Regions from separate parts of the Hordeum vulgare genome. Here region 1 is linked to region 2. A link is a contact called in public Hi-C data. All regions are on one chromosome and are shown on one strand. The core of a region is the stretch at or near the end of the contact, and the rest is flanking DNA. Distances in the headings are between cores, read along the strand shown.

Region 1 (3,141 bases), core at 298-2,797, 230 kb before region 2:
ATCTTTGTAGCTGCAAAGCATACTACAGATGAGAAGACCATATGCAGCAAAGTTAGTGCCACTGGATAGGGGAAGTTGATCTCTTTTGAGGATAACACCCACTGCAAATCAGGATAAACAAAGCACTTAACAATGTTACAAAAATATGAAATGGATATTTGGCACAGAAAAAGAATCCATCAGTTTAAGCACATCAAAGAAATTATGAAACCACCCCAGAACTAATCATCACAAATAGAAGTTTGTTACAAAGCGGTTTGTCAATCTTTTGAAGCAAGGGTCATCAATGTTTACACTTAAAGTGCTTATTCTCAATTTCCATGAATCATTATAGAGGAACAAGAAGCTATCCAGTTGGTCCAAAAATATATGCATCTTGAGAAGCGTCAATGAGATTTATATGTAGCAGTTCACATGGTCCATGTTCGAGAAAAACTGCAGGTTGGATTTTTCTTTTTTTGCAGCTTGTGCTCCTTAAAGCTAATGGAATTCAGTTCATAAGATCTCCATGAGCCTAATGTATCAGTGCACCATGTACTAAACTAACAATAATAACAGTAGAAGGGAATCCAGTTACTTGTTGTGGAAGCAGATCGAGCTATGACAAGAGAATCTGGGTCAACCCTTTGCATGAAAAAGGGGTCCAGGTTGAGTGAGCAACCCAAGCAAGCAACAAACTATTCCCAGATCTCAAGCTATTGGACTCAGAGGCAAAGAAATGTATCCAAAACATCCACCAATTTTAGACATGATATAGTTAGTCAGGTGGGTGATCGGCTCTCAGAAAACCCCAAGCCGCGAATGACACTCATTTTGATGAATTATATCATCAAGGCTTGCTCTCCTGACAACCACAAAGGCGATATCCAAAGACAATATCGCAAGCATGAGAAGAACCGAACCTCAAAATCGCCCCTGCACGTTTACAATCACGCCCTCTTTGAACTGAAAACGCTTACGCTGCAGCAGAGACAGAGACAGAGACAGAGATCCGATCCATCACAAAAGTCCCCCTGACTCGCACGCATTGGAATCCAGCACCAGAAACTGGAAACATATCCGTCTCGCCTCCCCCGCACGGGGAGGTCAGCCACCGGATCAGCAGGGGGAGGCCTACGGATTCGCGGTGGACCGCAAGCTAAAACCCTAGAAACCCAGGACGGCGCGGACGAGACCGCGTCCGTGTCGCGCAACCAGGAATGAGCAAGCGCAGCGACGAAACTTGCCGCGACTGGCAGGATCGCGGGGTGGCGGGCCCGGGACGTCGGGCGAGGAGGATGAGAGGGGCTTGCCTTGTTGAAGAAGATCTGGCCGCCGGAGATGGCGATGTAGAAGAGGAGGTGGAAGTAGGTGACGGCGCCGTCCCGCCACGCCCCCTTCCTCGGCGCCTCCACCGCCGCCTCCGGCTGCTGCTGCTGCTGCTTCCCGCCATTTCTCTCCATGGTTGGCTGGGTTTGCTCGCTGGCTGCTGTGGGGGGGAATGGAGACGGAGAATTTGTCTCGCCGTCGGTCGGTGCGTCCCGAGCCGTTTTGCGGTTATGCGACGGTGGTGGACTTAAACAAACAAAACAAAAGGAGAGTGCCTCGCGATTCGCGTGCAACACACCACCGCACGCACGTTGCTCGGACTTCAGAATTCAGACCGGCCTCCGTCTCTGCGCGAGCAGGCCAACGCGCCGTGCACTAGCTGGGACCCACCGGTCAGTGCCCTTATAGCGAAATCAAAAAGTTAGGCCAGGCGAGGCCAGAACTTGGGCGAGTCAAAAGAAAGATATAAATTTTAATTTTGCTAACCACATGTCCCATGCGGTAAAGGAAAGATGATTTCAGAGGTCAAGTTTTAGGCGGAGCCTGCCAGATATCAGAACACAGGACCAGCAATTTACTACGAGTGCTAGATTTGGATTATTTAGACAACCATAAAAACATGTACAATGGTTAATAAGATAATTTTATTTTAAGTCTTGTATTTAGTTTAGAAATAATGAAAAATATCTACAATGAAATATTTATTAGCCTTATCTTTAATAATTTGCTATTCTTAAAACAGATAAATACACCAACAGTTATTGAAGTTGAGGTCAAAGCATAGTACAATCACTAAACTTTAAAATACGTTCATTACGGTCATGAAATACGCAACAAGACGATTATACGGTCAGTGATTCACACTAGAGCTCCGTGTACTGTTGAGTTGACTGGTCAATCTTTGAAACTAAAGATGGATTGGCTGGTCAAGCACAATACGTGGCAACCGGGAGGGAGCTCGCCGTGGGTGGGTAGCAGCGCAAGAAGTGATCCCGCCCCGCCTCATGCAGGAGCCGCGCGCCGTGCCCTTCCGGCCGGTAGCCGTCGACAGGTTCCTCCGCCATCACATGCTCCTCTTCCTCTATGCGAACTCCCGTCCGAGTACGGAATTGCCTGCGCCGGCCGCCATGGCCCATCATCTCCAACTGCGGGGGCGCGGACGCTGCTTGCAAGATCTCAACTCGGTCGCCGGTCTCTCGCCTCGCGTAGGAGCTGCGCACCGCGTTCTTCCGACTGGTCGCCGTCGACAGGTTCCTCCACCACCACGTGCTCCTCTTCCTCTACGAGAGCTCCCATCCGAGCACGGAGCTGCTCGCACCGGTCCGCCATGGCCCAACGCCTCAGCTACGGGCAAGGGAGCACTGCCTGCCCGAGCTCGACTCGGCCACCGGGCTCCCGCCTCCCTGCACCAGGCCCACGCACCCTCAACACACAGCCGTCGAGCCCCACTGTGCTGCCACCCGTCGTTCGTGCCTCAGCCGCCTGCAGGACCCCGCTGAAGCCCTTCCACGTGCATCCACCGCAATGCCTAGGCCGTCGTTGCAGTAGCCGCGTCGCGTTCCCGCGCGCTCTCCCTAGGCCGCCGTAGCAAACAGCAGCGCGCTCGCATGCCCGCAACAGCCGCACAACATAGGAAGGAGGCGGAACCGTGGAGAGGAACGGAAGGTCATCAGGCCAGCGTATGGCAACGGCGGGCCGAGGACTGCGGACCTACGCGCGAGCCAGACGCCAAGGGGCTCGCCACCGAGGAGCACGACGAAGGGCGATGTTGGGTGCGTGCCCATCTAGAGCTCAAAGTAGGGGAGAGCTGGTCCGGGTCGGCGACGTCGGAGA
Region 2 (3,499 bases), core at 158-2,657:
ATGTTTACTGTCCCCGTCTAATGTTTCATGTGACTGATACAACAGAACAAGATATATTCCTTCTTGATTAAATGTTTTCCAAATGCCCTCCACGGCATTCAACCAACAATGATTTTTTCCTGCATCACAACAGTTAAGCAAGAATTAACAGATAGCAAATAACCCCTGAAGAAAAGGACCGTGCATTACATATTTACATTCATTCTTACATCTAGGAATAGCCAAAATTGTCTTTGTTATGTCATTTGTATCAAATGCAAGTCCATGTCATCTTTCAGAAGAAATTCAAAAAATATCAGTGCAATCATATCCTTGGAAACTATTTGTAATTGTGTACAGTACTTCTTGTGGCTTTCGTCCTATTTAGTTTTATCACACCAGTGCTATGAACAAATGATGAAATACCACAAGACTCCTGGAGTGTTGCACAATGAAAACTGAAGAGCATCATTCTCATCAAGCATTGCGAAATTTACTGAAAATTTTGTTGGTTTGTAAATGGCAGATGAAAATTAAGAAGAGCATACTTCTCCACCATAACCAGCAAAGCTGTGTGGGCAGACACAACAACGAGAGTACCCAAACTATCAACAAGAACATATAGTTCCACAAAATGGCACGGCATGGGATATGATATTGCAGTATGTTATGACTTGCGATTCAAACGGGTGATATTACCTTTGAGTGTCCCAAATGTGGATTTGATGAAATGTAAGAGTTGAGACTGCGAGGTGGGTGCAGTCTCACTTGAGACGGTGGCCACAGAGCCGTCAGAGCTTCGAGACAGAAGGGGTTGGCTTTGTTAGGACACTCAATGGCTAAGTGAAAACTAGAGAGGCGCGTGACGCGAAAACTTCTACCTCGGAGCGTGGTGCAGGGCTCTCGTCGTAGTCGTAGCCGCAGCAGACTGCCGCCCGTGGGAGTCGAACCAACTGCACGTGCTCCTGCAACTGCTGATGGGAGAGCCGGCCCCGGCGGGCGGCTTCGTCCCGTGCGGCGCTCCCGGAGAGTACGCGGAGGCAGATGAGAGGAGGCAAGAATGTAAGAGCGAGGAGAGAAATGCCGCGGAGGGATCGCGGGGACGCCTCAAGCGGCGCAGCGCCGCCGCGGCCCAAGCCTGCGCCATCATACCTTGATGGCGTTTAGCAGTGGGGTTCAGGTATTCAGGACGTCCCACTCGGTGCTCGCCGGCAGAAATGAACAAGACGGCAAGACTGCTCGTGCTCGGAGGGCGCTAAGCTCGGACTCAGGCGCCACCGCGAGGGTGAGGACGGCTGAACGGGCGGTGGGGGATGGGAAGCAAGGGGAGGCGTACTGGCGAGGAAGGGCAGGCTGACGGCGCCGGGGGACTCGTGGAGGCGGGGCGCCGGGAGGCTAGGCCAGTAGTGGAGGCAGCGGCCGGCGGCGGCGTTTGATTCAGTCGATGCCACGATGTGAAGGCGAACAGGGCCGGGACCGATGCCTACGCGGTGGGCTGGGCCCAATAAGTTCAGGACACCCTTTTCTCGAATCTCGAAAATGACAAACGTACAGAACCCTATGAAACTAAATGGGCTGGGATTGTTAAGTCAGATTCCGGGGCCTATTTGAAATCTGCAATCAACAAGACTGTGTGGTGTCCCTGGTTTGGGATGGGAGTACTCTCAGACTCACTTTTAGAAGATGTATGGACCAGGGGATGATGAATATTTGGAAGGATCTCATTGAACATATTAAGAACTTTCCCTTAACTAATAACCATGATGTGCCTATTTGGGTGTTAGAGCATAATGGCACTTACTCAGTTAGATCATTATACAAATGCATCAATTTTGGTGGGGCGAGTTCTCCTTTTGGAGATATCTTATGGAAGATTCTATGCCCCCAGAACATCCATGTATTTTTATGGCTGTGTTTATATAACAAATTTTTGACTAGAGACAATGTGGCTAAGAGAAAGAATGTAGATAACTTAACTTGTCTGTTTTGTAGTGAAGTGGGAACTGTACAACACTTATTTTTTGATTGTATTAATGCTAGCTATATTTGGTCTATTATCTCTGAGTTTTTTGTGATTAAAAAGATTCAATGTTTTGATGATATATCTTCCACGTGGAAAGTAAAAAAGAAGAGAATTATGCTTAATATGGTCACTGTTGCCTCCTTGTGGAGTATTTGGACATTGAAAATGATTTTTGCTTTCAGGGACGTACATGGAGGGGTTTAGGCTGCGGCCTTGCCAAGCTAAGAGGGACTTTACAAAAATGGTTGGTGCTCTACGACGCTGCACAAGCGAGGGTGTTAAGAAGATTTATCCTGTTGATGGACAAACATCAAGGCGAGCTGCTTCGGATAGCATGGACGCCGGTTTCTGATTGATGTTCTAGCTTGTAATGTGTGGCGGGATTGCTAAGTACTGATTGCAGGTCTATCCCTGATAGTAAGTTTAGTCTTTTTGTGTTAGTTGCTTGCCATCTCAGGGCATTACCCGTGTGTTGTGCCTGGTGTGGTGGAACCTAGCTTTGCCGAGTGATGGTAGTTGTGGATTCTGTTGTGTGTTGCTGCTTCGTTTAATAAAATGGGGCACGGGGCAACCCCTTTCATTCAAAAAAACCTATGAAACTCTATGCGTGGCTCACTGCGTCGTGACAGCAACTACTTAGCAATCACTTTTTTAAAAGCCTCCTAACAAACACTTCCACGCATCACTACCTAACGCGTTTTCAACCACCGCCACGTCTTACGTTCTGAACATATTTTTTGGATTTTTTAATTTTTTAATTTCTCCACACGTGCTTTCGGCTTTTTAGATTGATTTTTTCAGATTGATTTTTTGGTTTTTCGCCGTTCTTTTTTAGCTTTTTGATAAAAAAAATCATTTTTTCCGATGACAAAACAATTCTTTATATTTTTTGCGAGAGGCATGGTTTTACCTTCGCGAGAGGCACGACCGTGACTCTCGGAAATGAAAAAACATGTTTTCTCTCAGAGGCATGGTTTTGCTTTCGTGAGAGTCACGGACGTGGCTCTCATAAATGAAAAAAATCGTGTTATTTCGTGAGAGACATTGTTTTGCTTTCACGGAAGGTGCGGTTTTGCTTTCACGAGAGGCACGGTCGTGCCTCTCAGAAACGAATAATAGACGCGTTTTTTTTGTGAGAGTCACGGGTTTGTTTTCATGAGAGTCACGGTTTTGCCTTCGTGAGAGACACGCGTGTGCCTCTCGAAAACGAAAAAAATTATGTTTTCAGTTTTTTTATTCTACCACAAGAGGCATAGTTATTCTGTCTGGTTTTTGAATAAAAAAAGATTGTCAAAATCTGTCAACATAGGATTTAGTTTTAAAGATCTCGACGCGAGAAACCTAACGATGAAAACGGTTCAACATTTAAAGGTACTATTTAAGAAATAAAATATTTTAAAAATATGGATCCACGAAATAAGGAAAAACTCTCAAGTTGCAACAAATGACACATATGCAGTACACCATTGGTCCCAAGCTGAGAAGGTGACCGTGATC

Evidence for each region. Hi-C and Micro-C count contacts between places; a contact is called where the count stands out from the background.
Region 1: a contact with region 2 is called in a Hi-C map of leaf, with 6 times the contacts expected there. The contact joins the promoter of LOC123413403 here to the promoter of LOC123411248 in region 2. A contact is called at or near these places in 3 of 6 Hi-C or Micro-C datasets (leaf and seedling) and 1 of 1 datasets of contacts at active chromatin or transcription factors (embryo).

The regions. Positions count from the first base shown.
Region 1 is chr7H:404,841,202-404,844,342 of MorexV3_pseudomolecules_assembly, reverse strand. LOC123413403 (probable sugar phosphate/phosphate translocator At3g14410) reads right to left here and starts at 1,547. Exons shown (of 8, transcript XM_045106334.1): 1 at 1,293-1,547; 2 at 1-101. The coding sequence starts at 1,442.
Region 2 is chr7H:404,611,153-404,614,651 of MorexV3_pseudomolecules_assembly, reverse strand. It overlaps LOC123411248, which reads right to left and starts at 1,407. Exons shown (of 16, transcript XM_045104183.1): 1 at 861-1,407; 2 at 679-776; 3 at 1-119. The coding sequence starts at 1,129.